Linked DNA regions of Sus scrofa: region 1 is linked to region 2. A link is a contact called in public Hi-C data. All regions are on one chromosome and are shown on one strand. Each heading gives the region's core, a stretch centred on a gene start, on an enhancer-like site or on the middle of the called end of the contact. The rest is flanking DNA. Distances are from core to core; before and after follow the strand shown. Region 1 holds the start of PLXNA2 (plexin-A2). Region 2 has its middle 210 kb from the start of MIR205.

What was found. A called contact is a pair of places that touch in the nucleus more often than the background predicts.
Region 1: a Hi-C map of fetal skeletal muscle shows a contact between it and region 2, with 2.1 times the contacts expected there. The contact joins the promoter of PLXNA2 here to the enhancer-like site in region 2. A contact is called at or near these places in 6 of 47 Hi-C or Micro-C datasets (brain, embryonic fibroblasts, fetal skeletal muscle and 3 more) and 1 of 2 datasets of contacts at active chromatin or transcription factors (skeletal muscle).

Annotation. Positions count from the first base shown.
Region 1 is chr9:134,583,281-134,586,656 of Sscrofa11.1, reverse strand. It overlaps PLXNA2 (plexin-A2), which reads right to left and starts at 1,897. Exons shown (of 35, transcript XM_021063894.1): 1 at 1,770-1,897.
Region 2 is chr9:133,729,808-133,732,955 of Sscrofa11.1, reverse strand. No RefSeq gene overlaps it. Among named protein-coding and RNA genes, the nearest start is that of MIR205, 210 kb to the right of the region's middle. Within about 2 kb of position 1,250, at least 2 of the 83 cell types and tissues checked have an H3K27ac peak or open chromatin away from gene starts, as enhancers often do. A contact at or near this core is called in fetal skeletal muscle, where this site is marked.

The DNA.
Region 1 (3,376 bases), core at 648-3,147, 850 kb before region 2:
TCCCTTTATGAACAGGTCCCCAAGAGGGTCAGCTGGAGGGCTGAGGGAGCACTGGCAGGGAGGGCAGGTCCCGGAGGAGGGAGGAGGGAGCGCTGGGATGAAGGCGGAGATGCCAGGTGGAAGAAGGGAAAAGCAACACAACCTCGCTGCTAGGGTGTCTTGACAGCCTCTTCTGAGTCTCCCTGGCTCCCTACTTTCCTCCTGACCCACCTCACCCCCCAGGCCAAGGAGGGGAGGTCACAGGTATTGAGTTCAAAAGGTGCCGGCAGGTGGGGGGGGGGTCAGAGGAGAGGGCTGCCAGCCTTCGAGGTGAATGCACGAAAGTTGTGTATTTCCATCAGGAATAGCTGAATTCCTCAGCCCCAGCTGTCTCTTCCAGGCCCGTGGCTCTGTGGAAGGCCCCAGAATCCAAAGCCTGCCCAGAGGGAAGCGTGAAGTTTCAAGGTCTGGGAAAGAAGCCCAGGAGGACAGGAGCCTGCTCTTGTGTGGGGAGGGGAGGCGGGAGCTCAGCCTGGCTCCTGCTCCCAGGAGGTCCAGCCCAGCCCAGCTGCCCATCTCCATCTGCTGTGCCCGAACTTTGTCCACTGTGCTCAGCAAGGAAGGGCGTGAGTGGGTGCCCACATTCCTGCGGGTTCCTCTGAGCTGCTGGGCCCCCAAACCAGGGCCTTAAAGGGGTCCTGTCTTCTGCCCCTTGCACATCCGCTCCTGGGATATGCAGTGGCATACACTAGGCTCTTAGATCCCCACAGGAGACCCAGGCTGACTTCCATGACCACTTCATGAGGCCCTTGTTTCTAGACGCAACTGACATGGAACCTCAAGTCCCCCACCCCACCCCCATTCTCTACCCTTCTGAGCTGAGTTGAAGTGGGCAGCTCCTCTGGGGCAAGGGTCAGGCCGAACAGGTGGCTAGTTGTCAGGGACCTGGAACAGCATTTTCTCACAACTCTCTCTTTGGTCAGCCAGCCCATGACTACCATATGGATCCAGGGACCTGTGGGATGGCTAAAAAGGGCTAGAATTTTCTAAGATCTCCATATCACTTCTGGGGTGGGGCAAGAAGCCCAAGGAGGGAAAGAGTCTAAAATGATTAATAAGGAGCTTCTGGGACCCTGGCCGAGCTCCTCCTTGGGCCCCCAGCCATCTCTGGAACCTCAAACCAGGGGATGGTGCAGATGGGGGCTTCACCAGAAGGAAGCGCAGAGGGGGGTATGGGGCACTTGTCCCATTCGCTGCCCTGGAATCTCTCCCCGGAGCCTCTGGAAGCTGCGCAAAGGGGACCTTCCCCTTGATTCCCAAGTCCCTGGCTCTGAAGGAACAGTCGGCGGCCTCCGGGGACTCCTGGACCAGCGTGAACGCCCCCACACCGAGCGCCGGCCACAGTGGCCCGGGCTCTCCCGCTCGTGCAGGGTCACCGAGACCCGCATCCGGCTGCAGCTCGTGGGACAGCCCCCCGCCCCCGGGGCCCCCGAGGCCCCCGGGGCCGCAGGGTGCCGGCAGGTGCGCCGCCCGCCCGCAGCCCGGCGGGGAAGCGGGGCGCCCGCGGGGAAGCCCGGGCGGGAGGCGGCGGCGGCGGCGGCGGCGAGTCCGCCCGCCCAGGCGCGCGCGCCGCGCTCCGGCCCGCGGAAAGTGGCCGACCCCGCGCGGGGACTCGCCCGCCGCGGCGGAGCCGGGGGCTCGGGGCCGAGACCCGCGGAGGCGGGCGCGCTTCGGGGGAGCGGGCGGAGGGCGCCGCGGACGCCGATCGCCCGGCCCCGGGCTCCGCTTACCCAGCTCGGCGACGTCGGTCTGTCCTTCCGTCCCCGGTGCGGCCGCTTTGGCCGCCGGCTGCCGAGGCCGGCGTGCGGTCCCTCTCGCCGCCAGCAGCTCGTGATCACCGAGACGACCAAACCCACATGGAGTCCAAATTCATTAAAATCCACGTCAAGCCAGCAGCCACTTATCTGTATTCCTGAAGTGGCCCCTCGGTCTCCGGTCCGCGCGCCCCTCAGTCCTCTGCCGCCCCGCAGCAGCCCCACCGGGCGCTGTCGCCGGCTCGCGGGGGGAACCGGGAGGCGCCGAGGGGGCGTGGGGGGTGGCTGGCGCTGTGTCTCCTTGGGAAGCAGCAAAGCCCCGGCCGTCTTCAGATTTTTCCAGCGCGACTTTCCGGGCTCCTCTGACATCAGCAATCGCGGCGCTTCCTTCCCTTCTCGCTCCCGGTCCGCTCACAGTCCCACTTCCTCCGGGAACCTGGCTCTCCGGATCTATTTCGAGGTTTGCTTCGCTCGCTCCGGCGCCCGCGTTCCCCGCCGCTCCCGAGCTCGCGGGCTCTCTCTCCGGATCGCCTGGCCTCCCGGCTGAAAAATTCCCAGCAACTGCGCTCCGCCGCCCTCCAGCTCCAGTCTGGCGCGGACGCCGCTCCGCCCGGCAGCTCAGGCTCCGGCCGGCGGGCGGCGGCGGCCGGCGGGCAGCGGCGGCGGCGGCAGAGCCCACAGCGCCGGCCTCCCTATATTACCATGCAGCTCATTATCATAGAGGCCGCGCGCGTTAACCCCTTCCTTGCTGGCCGCGCCTGCCCGGGCTGGGGCCGCGCCCGCCGCTGGCACCGCCCGCCGCAGCCAGCCCCTGCCCCCACCCCGCCCGCCCGGACTTCCTCCTCCGCCAGCTGTCAACAAAGGAGAATGAGGCTGGGCATCGGGAGGCGGCCCCGCTGCTTTCCTGCGCCCGGCTCAGCCCGGATCCACCGGCCACCTTAAGTGGCCGAGGGGGCAACAAAAATCCTGCCCGGGGCCTGGGATCCGGGTGGAGGCCTGGCAAGCCCAGCTGGCTAGGGCTCCGGTGCCGGAGCTCAGGACGCAGACAGAGCGGGTGAGGGCAGTGGGGACGTGGGCTTCCCCTCCTGGAGCACCACCTGTGCCCGCGCACATCCTGCACACCTCCCTCTTGGTCTTTAATTTGAGGGGTGCGTTGGGAGGTACCGGCCATGGCTGATGAGGTTAAGAAGGGGTTCTCGGAATACGTGCAGGCAAATTGCTTCTGCTCGTGAATCTCAAAAAGCCAACAAGCTGTCAAATGAGGTTTGAAGTTGTTGTTACTCATTCTAATTTTTATAAGGCAAAAATGAGCCCTGCTCTCAAGCTTCCAGCTCTATTAGGGATCGGGGGCATCTGGCAAGTGTGTGTGTGGGGGGGGGGCGGCAGGGACCAGTGGGAAGTTTTCTGTATCCGGACCCAGGGAGCCTGCCTGGCAAGGGAATCAGGGCAAGGGAATCAGAGCGGTGGCGGTAAAACTTATTTTAATAACCCAAAGTGAGAGGGGTCTGAATGTCGGATGGCAATGCCTCAGTGCCGACCATTGCTCCCGTGCCATGTAGAGTCTCGGTATCTCCGCAGCCTCT
Region 2 (3,148 bases), core at 1-2,500:
TCGAACCTGCATCCTCATGGATGCCCGTCAGATTCATTTCCACTGAGCCACGATGGGAACTCCATCAGGAGCGTCTTATCAGGTGGCTTATCTGAGCTCATCCCGTTGGACGTACTAATAGTTCAGGTAACCTCATGTTACTCTCGTGAAGATTTCCTAGCCTCACTTCCCCACTTTACAGATGAGAAAAATGAGACTCAGAGGGGACAAGTTGGATAAGTGGCAGAGCCAAGATTGAAACCCGGGGTCTCTGATTAGAATCCGTCTTTTCAGGGCCTCCCTGTGTTGCCTCTTCAGACGCCTGAGAGACCCAGGAAAGTTGTGCCTGCCTTTATTTTTCATCTTTTCATAGAACAACGCGGGGCGGGGCCCACAGATGTTTACCGATTGAGGCCTCTTTGCCTTCGCTTCCCTCTGTTTTAATGCAGCTCTTCCCAGTGGCTCATGCTAACTTCCTTTCAGCCTCTTGTATTGATTTTTAGGAAATCCACAAAGTCCCCAGATAAGAGAGAATACACAGGAAGACAAACATCAGACACAAAATAGCTAAAGGACATTTGCTTTTAGAATCGTCCAGGGTGGCTTCATTTGGCCAGATAAATGTTTTCACTTTAATGGAAGCAAAGACTCTGGCTGCACCCCCAAGTCCTCCAATAACCACAAGTTCACCTCCACGGAGCCAGGGCCCAGTGATGAGCTGGCATCATGTTCCAACCACAAGGAGGTGTGAGCTGGGAATCACTGGGCTTCGTCCGTCACTTACACCCCGTGGGAGTTAGTGACCGTCGGCCAAAAGGCAGCCCATCTCTGGGAGCCCATTTCATTTTCCTTCTTTCTGTTTCTTGTTTTCTTTTCAGGGCCACATCTGCAGCATATAGAAGTTCCCAGCCTAGCAGCTGAATTGAAGCTGCAGCTGCCGGCCTGCACCACAGCCACAGCAACACTGGATCCAAGCCATATCTGGACCTACAGTGCAGCTTGCAGCAACATGGGACCCTTAACCTGCAAGGTCAGGGATTGAACCTGCATCCTAAGAGACACTGTATCAGGTTCTTAACCCACTGAGCCACAGCGGGAACTCCTGGTAGCCCATTTCTGGGATGGCAAACATGGGGGCTCCGGTCTGCACATCACAGAGCCACCCCCAGGGCATTTCCTGCAGCTGCCTGTGTTGTGGTAACACTCCCTGAGCCTCCGAGGGACAGCAATTCACTGTGCCCGAGGAGCAGCCAGTGAGCAAAGGCCTCCACGGCCGCAGCTGCTCTCAGCCATCAGCTAAAAGCAAAGCACAAAAATCAGATCCGTTAAGGTTTCACTCAGCTTTGGCCTGAACAACAAGCCTCTTTGCTCAGGCAGCATGTGGGAGAGAAGCAAGGTGCTGGCTCCCCCGTCTCTGTTTGACTTTTCATTATTTAAAAAAAAAAAAAAAAAAAGCACTAGTGTTCTGCATTTTTTTCAAATGGACCTGACAGTTTCTGAAAGCCAGTCTGCTGTACAGGCTTGTGATTGCCTACCTTCCCGCCTCCAGGTAATGATCCTCGAGGTAATTCAAGCCAGCTCCCTCTTCTCCTGCCCCAAGCCCTCTCTTAATCCCCCCGCTCTATGGCGGGACACCGTCTCCAGCCCTGCTGGGAGAATTACCTGGGAAGCTTTGCTAGGAATCTCCAGACCTCAGTGCAAAGCCACAGTGTCAGAACGTGACCGAGGAGGGGGTGGTGACGGGGGAGGAGTGGAGAGCTGGAGAGGAAGGTGGTTTCAGGAATTTGGTTTTTTGTTTTGTTGGTTTGCTTTGGTTATTTATTTATTTATTTATTTTTGCCTTTTTTTTTTTTTTTTTTTTTTTTTTTTAGGGCCGCACCCATGACATATGGAGGTTCCCAGGTTAGGGGTCAAATCAGAGCTGTAGCTGCCGGCCTACGCCAGAGCCACAGCAACGCAGGATCCGAGCCTCATCTGCGACCTACACCACAGCTCATGGCAACGCTGGATCCTTAACCCACGGAGCAAGGCCAGGGATCGAACCCGTCGACCTCATGGTTCCCAGTCGGATTTGTTTCTGCTGTGCCAGGACAGGACCTCCTGCTTTGGTTTTTTAAATGACTTTAATACAATGGGTCAAAAAACAGCCAGAGTCTGGAAACTACTGCTATAGAAGAAATGTGGGGGGTAAGCAGTTGAATTAGGTGAACTTTCATGTTCTTTTCTACGGTCAGATTCTAACGTTTGGGGGTTAAAACCTCCACCAAATGGAAAATGTTAACTACCTGGTGAAGCAGTCTTCACTCCAGAGAGAAGGCCCTAAGGAAGGAGGGTCCTCAAGAACCACGGAACCTGCCAGGGCCACCTGATACCAGCTTCGAAGAAGAAAATAGGCCCACAGCTGCCCCGATCCTCATCTCTGGCCCTATTTTCCACTCCTAAACTCTAGGACCTCTTCCTATTCTCTCTCAAGGGAAGGCACAGTCTTTAGAGCATTAGCCTGCTGTGGCCTCCTTTGCCCGGCAAAGCAATGAAAGCTACTCCTCTCTATTCTTGCCCAAAACTGTCTCTGAGGTCTATGTGGCACCAACGAACACAGGCCGAGTTTCTGCAGCAATACCTCCTTGTAAGATCTACCTGACCCTGTGTATAGAGAGGCCCTAGAACAGATTAAGAGCTCAATGCATGTTAGTTCTTATCAGTAACCTCAAATTAAAGAAAAAACTCTTAAATTCTTAATTGAAAATGCCCTTTTAAAAAATGTAAGCAAGTGCTAGGAGTTCCTGCTGCAGCTCGGCAGGTTAAGATCCCAAAAATTATCCATGAGGATGCAGGTCTGATCCCTGGCCTCACTCAGTGGATCTGGTCTTGCTGGCATAGGTTGTGGATGCAGCACAGGTCTGACAGTTCCTGTGGCTTGTGGTGTAGGCTGGCAGCTATAGCTCTGATTTGACCCTTAGCTCTGGGAAATTCCATATGTCACCTATGCAGCCCGAAAAAGAAAGGAAAAGAAAAAATGTCAGGAAGTGCTATATTTATTCATTCTTGTTGTTTACTTCCGATGGTTACCCTGACTCCTCTGGGAGCTCAGTTAAGCTGCACTTGCTTGCCCATCCCAGAGGGAGCGAAGGCGGTACCCACCAGAGGCACCAGCAGCCCAGGGCATCCC